Linked DNA regions of Sus scrofa: region 2 is linked to region 1. A link is a contact called in public HiChIP or PLAC-seq data. All regions are on one chromosome and are shown on one strand. Each heading gives the region's core, a stretch centred on a gene start, on an enhancer-like site or on the middle of the called end of the contact. The rest is flanking DNA. Distances are from core to core; before and after follow the strand shown.

The links. HiChIP or PLAC-seq counts read pairs in DNA pulled down with a chosen protein or histone mark.
Region 2: an H3K27ac HiChIP or PLAC-seq map of alveolar macrophages shows a contact between it and region 1. The contact joins the enhancer-like site here to the promoter of FOXO1 in region 1. A contact is called at or near these places in 2 of 5 promoter capture datasets (fetal liver and liver), 4 of 47 Hi-C or Micro-C datasets (embryonic fibroblasts, epiblast stem cells, heart right ventricle and 1 more) and 2 of 2 datasets of contacts at active chromatin or transcription factors (alveolar macrophages and skeletal muscle).

What each region holds. Positions count from the first base shown.
Region 1 is chr11:15,408,730-15,411,409 of Sscrofa11.1, forward strand. FOXO1 (forkhead box protein O1) reads right to left here and starts at 1,330. Exons shown (of 3, transcript XM_021065269.1): 1 at 654-1,330. The coding sequence starts at 1,304. It overlaps LOC102160118 (a long non-coding RNA gene), which reads left to right and starts at 1,904. Exons shown (of 5, transcript XR_001299536.2): 1 at 1,904-2,315.
Region 2 is chr11:15,185,697-15,188,376 of Sscrofa11.1, forward strand. No RefSeq gene overlaps it. Among named protein-coding and RNA genes, the nearest start is that of FOXO1, 220 kb to the right of the region's middle. Within about 2 kb of position 1,310, at least 41 of the 83 cell types and tissues checked have an H3K27ac peak or open chromatin away from gene starts, as enhancers often do. A contact at or near this core is called in alveolar macrophages, fetal liver, liver and 2 more, where this site is marked.

The sequences.
Region 1 (2,680 bases), core at 80-2,579:
ACTCGAGGCCACTTAGAATAAAATCAAAATAAAACAAAATGCATACGGCCTCCAAAAACCGCGCGGCCAACCTCCACGGGCCGGCTGCCTCGCGCCCTGCCTGTCCCCTCCACCTGCAGCCCCGTCCCCCAGCGGCGGGGCTCCGAGGCCCCTCGCAGCGGCCTCCCCCGCCCAGCGCTGCGGAAACGGCTCCGCGGGGCGGCGGGGAGCTGGGGGGCCGCGGGGGAGGAGGGGAGCCGCCCTCACCCCTGAGGTCGTGGAGGGAAAGGAGCAGCGGCAGGAGTTCGCGCGGGCCGTGGAGAAGGGGGGGCAGGTCGCAGTGAACCCCGCTCTCCGTTCACTGGAGAACTTTTTTTCTGGTTGCTCTGAGGTCCACTTCTTGGCGTACTTTTTTCACTACTTCGGTCCCAACTCGCCCCTTCCCGCTCCCGCTCCAACTCTCACGAGAGCGTACACACAGACGTTTATTCCAATCCTCCGACGGGTCCGAGGCAAGCCCACCACCCACCTCCGATGCTTCTTGCACGCGCTGCCCGCGTGCCCTGCACTTTCAAGCCAAGCAAATTTGCACAGCCGTCCCCTCCGACCTAAGGCGGAGGCAGGGCTTCCCGTGCCCCCCTCCCGCTCCAGCCGTGCGCCCCGAGGCCACTCACCTTCCAGCCTGCCGAGCTGTTGCTGTCGCCCTTATCCTTGAAGTAGGGCACGCTCTTGACCATCCACTCGTAGATCTGCGATAGCGTGAGCCGCTTCTCTGCCGAGCTCTCGATGGCCTTGGTGATGAGGTCGGCGTAGGACAGGTTGCCCCACGCGTTGCGGCGGGACGAGCTGCTCTTGCGCGGCTGCCCGGCAAGCGACCCGGCGGCGGCGGGGGGCACAGGCGGGTGCTGCGACAGCGGCCCGGGCGGCGGGGGCTGCTGCGGCGGCGCCGGGTGCAGGCAGCCCGCCTCTGGGCCCTGGAAGTCCCCGCACAACCCCCCGGTGGCAGCAGCGGCGGCCGCCGCCGCCACCGCGGCTGCCGCCGCCGCCGCCGCCGCCACGGAGCCGGGCGCCTGCTGGAAGTCCCCGCTCTCCTCCAGCAGGCTCAGGTTGCTCATGAAGTCGGCGTTGACAGCGGCCGCCGAGGCCGAGGGCAGGCCCGCGGCAGCGTCGGGGTTCGCGGCTGGGCCACCCGACGGCGCCGGGCTGGAGGTGGCCGAGTTAGACTGGCTAAACTCCGGCCTGGGCAGCGGCCAGGTGCACGAGCGCGGCCGGGGCAGCGGCTCGAAGTCCGGGTCGATCTCCACCACCTGGGGCGCTTCGGCCATGGTGACCCCCGCCCCTCCCCCAGCAGCGGGATTGCCAAGAAGTGCGAGGGCGCTGCACCAGGAGCTGAGGGGAGAGGGCGCGAAGAGCCGGTCCGAGATTTTGGGGGGCGAGGTCGGTGCCGCGGGCGGACGGAAACCCGGAGCAAGACGCGGCGGCGAAGTGGAAGCGCGAGCCCAGAACTTAACTTCGCGGGTCCATCAACATCTAGGCTCCTCCAGGTCCGCTGCACGGACGGGACGGCAGGCCAGAGTCGCCCAGCCCAGGCAGCGCCAGCGTCGCGCTCCTACTGACACGGCCCGAAAACCGAAGGAAGGACGGGCGCCGCGGGCCGCTCACTCTCCCCGGCGGCGCGACCGCGGCGCTGCTGCCTGTTGAATGTGGCGGCGGCGGCGGCGGCAGCGGCGGCTGCTGCTGCGACTACGCTGCCGCCCGACTTACGGGATCTGCCGCCGCCCCCCGCCCGCGGCGGCGCGCGCGCTTGCCCGCCCCTGACTGATAGCCCCAGCAGCCAATGAGCTCGCGGCGGCACCGCCCAGGCAGCCAGTGGACGCCGGCCTGGGCGGGGGCTGGTTTTCCAGCGGGAGGTGGCAGTGGGTTGGTGGGGGTAGTGGGGTGTTTTTTTCTTTCTCACACACGCACAGTCTCCCTCACTCTTTTTTTTTTTTTTTTGGCTCTCTGTTATTATTTTCTGGTAATTTTCGAATGTTTCTGTGAGTCTCTCCGCTCTCAGTGTTTTGATTGCTGTGAGGCAAACCAGCGTGGAGGCGGCGGCGACACTTTGTTTACTACCGGGGAGCAGAACCGAGTACTCGGGAAGCCCGAGTGGAACGAGTCGCTCGCTTGCCCTCGACCTCCGCTCCGGGCCCAAAGCCGGGCGGGGCGGGGGCCGGAGACGCTGGGCGCTTCGGGGGCGCTGAGTGGGCGGGCGGAGGCGGCCTCGCGGAATTCTGCTCAGTCGCCCCCTCTCGACTCCGCCCTCGACTCCTTTGCTGAGAAACGCGGGGAAGTCGGTGGGTTTTGTTTTTGTTTTGTGTTTTTTTCCTTTTCCTGCGATGTATCGAGTCCTCGGGCCCCGCGCGAGCCGCGCACGCCTCCAGGGGCCCGGGCTCTGACTGTCGTGTCCGCGCGGAGGACGCCCTGGCCGCCGCCTCCGCGACCGGAACCCACCTGTCTGCGCCCGAGGGCTGAGCCTCTGAGGTCGAGTGTAGCCGGGGGCCCGTTGTCCGGCCCAGCACCCGCCAGCCGGGTTCCCTCCATTCTTGACCTGAAAGAGTGGAAGCGAGAGAAGGGGGCTCGGCGCGGGCTGCAGATAGTCCTACTTCCCACGCACCCTCAGACCCACAGGCGTCCTAGCCCTCGTGCCCTCCGTGGGAAC
Region 2 (2,680 bases), core at 60-2,559, 220 kb before region 1:
GGAAGTTCCCAGACACCTCCTCAGGACATTTCCATTTAGTCCTCATTTCCCAGAACCTAGTTACACAGGCACGCCGAGTGGCAAGAGAGCCTGGGTGGCCATGTGGGGATTCTGGAAGAGGGAGACCAGATTCGGAGGAACAACTGTGTTTCTGTAAAAGGCCTCAATGTTCTGTTTCTCATTAGGCCACAACTTAACAACAGCAGATATGTATGTAAATCTGACTACGAGCGAGGCGCTGTGCTAAGTGCTTTACATCTATGAGCCCACTTAATCCTGAAAACAGTCCAATGAGGCAAGTACCATTATCATCCCCATTTGACAGATGGGGAAACTGAGACCCAGAGGGATGAAGACATCCAGAGATTCTCAAAACTGCTTGGGAATTAGCACACCTGCGAAGCTTATTAAAATATGGAATCACATGCTCTGGGATGAGATGGAATTGCTAAGAAAAAACATGGAGATGTGAGAAGCGAACTAAAAGCAGAACCCCAAGAAACAGCAGCTACCTTCCTTGGCCAGATGTAGGGAACGACTGACTGAGGACCTAGTGGGAGAGGGACAGAGGGCCCAAGGCCAGTGCTGTCTGGGGAGTTCAAGAGAAGCAGTCAGTCCAAATCCAAGGCCGTTTCTCCCTCTCCCCCGCGGCCGCCCCACCCGCTTCTACACGGTCACTGCTCGTTGGCTCGCTTGCCCTTGCTGGAGAGGATGAGCCCGTTCCCCAAACCACTGCGATGCCGTCAAGAACAAGAGATGGTGGGAACGTGAGCTGAGAGGCCGCCAGCTCGCGCGAGCCGGGTAGGAAAGCTTTCGGGAGGAGGGGGCAGGCAAGGGCCCCTCCCACTGGTAGAGGGGTGACCACGGGCTGCCTGTGCACGGCGGCCAGGCTCCGCGCGCACGGGACCCCACAGTTCTGGGACCATAGGTGCAGTCGCCCCCACTTCTTCTGGAGAGGCAGCTGCCAAAAACCGAAGTCAGGGTTCCAGGTCACTGGGAACCCAGAGCCCACCCTGAAATGCTGTCCATTCATCGGCCTCCGGGCCTCCCTGGGCGGCTCCTAAGGCCCGTGGTTCTTCGCAGTCACAGCCGCTCCCCCGCATCCTCCGGAGGAGAGCGCACGCCGGCTGGTGCTCCCACAGCTCCGGGAGCCGTGAGGCTTCAAAAGAGGAACCACGGACACTGTCACCACCACAGCGGTCTCGGCTACAGGATCTCTTTTTCCGGTACAGCATCGGATGGACCGGTCCGGCTCACGCCTGAGAGGAGAGAGGAGGGCCTTGCAAAGCCTCTGACTCATCCTGCCCCCGCCTCGGCCTCCCCAGCTGCCCCTCACCGCACTTCCTCCTCCTCTGAAGTTAAAGGTCAGCCTCTCAGGCTCAGGCCAAGGTTTTTTTAAACACACACACACACACAGCTGAAAGAAAGAAAGAAAAAAAAAAAAAAAAAACTGGCTTCTGAGAGAATATATTTTTTAACATGAAAAGAAATAAGGAAAAGAGCTTTCAAAAATAAATTTAAAAATAAATAATCCTTCCCCCCAAACTACTTAATAATTCCAGAATAATACAATTTTCCAATTGTAAATGTGTAAAGAATGAAATAAAAGGAATGAATGCCCCATTGTGCTTACACAGGCCTCTTAAAAATGATCCTAATTTCTTCCAGAAGGCTCTGTGGGGTAATTGCAAGGTTCTCCTTAATATAGAAATATTCCAGCGGTAATATATTCGCTTCTCTTCACGTGTCTCAAGCACTAGTGTGAACACAGCAATGTTTTACAGCTGCCATCCTGTACATGCTGCTCAAACATTTGAAATGCCTACTGCTGAGTAAAAGCAGTCGTAGGTCCCTCCCACCCCAAGCTCACCAGGGGCCACCACACAGCAACCTCTACTTGTCCCCAGAAATCCCGGCTCCTGATAAGGGGTGAGCAGCCCACTGAACCCTCGGACGAGGCAAGCGGCCCAGGCTCCTGGGAAGGGGTGTTGGGAAACTTTGAATCATGACGTCTCTGCCTTGGGGACAACTGTGCCTCTCATGCCTCATTTGTCCACACCTGGGATGTTACCCAGCCCTTTGATGTACCAGGAGGCCCGTGACACACTGCACAGAGGGTATTACAGGAACGCTCCTACTGTGCTGATAAGCGAAGTCTTGGAATTGAACCCCACAAGCCCTGAGGGGCCGCGCCTGGACCGCAGCCGCAGCTCCTGCATCTCGCCACCATCCAAAGTACTTCCACGAGCCCGTCCGGCGCTAAAAGCAGGCACTGACCTCATTGCAACAGGAGTCTGGGGTCCTTCTCTTCCTGCCCAGTGTCCCCACACTGCCCCGAGGTCTTCCTTACAGCGTTTTTATCCATGGCTCCTTTCTCCTTTGAACTTTCCGAAGCCTCTATCTGACCGCATGGTGGCCCGTTTCCACACCTCCCGCTTTGCCCCATGCCCAGGACAACCTGTTTCCGATGAGTTTAACAGTTTTCTCCTGAGAGTTTCCGAAAGCTCTTCAACCAAACCACCAGGGAAGGGATGGGCCTGGCGCCCACCCAGCACCCGGCAGAGGAGCCCCGGTCGCTGCCATTCCCTGGAGACAGGTCGTGGGCACAGACAACGTGGCCTCGGAAAACTTAGGGAAACCGCTTCAAGTTAGTAAAGTTCAATTATGTGAGAGGCGTAGT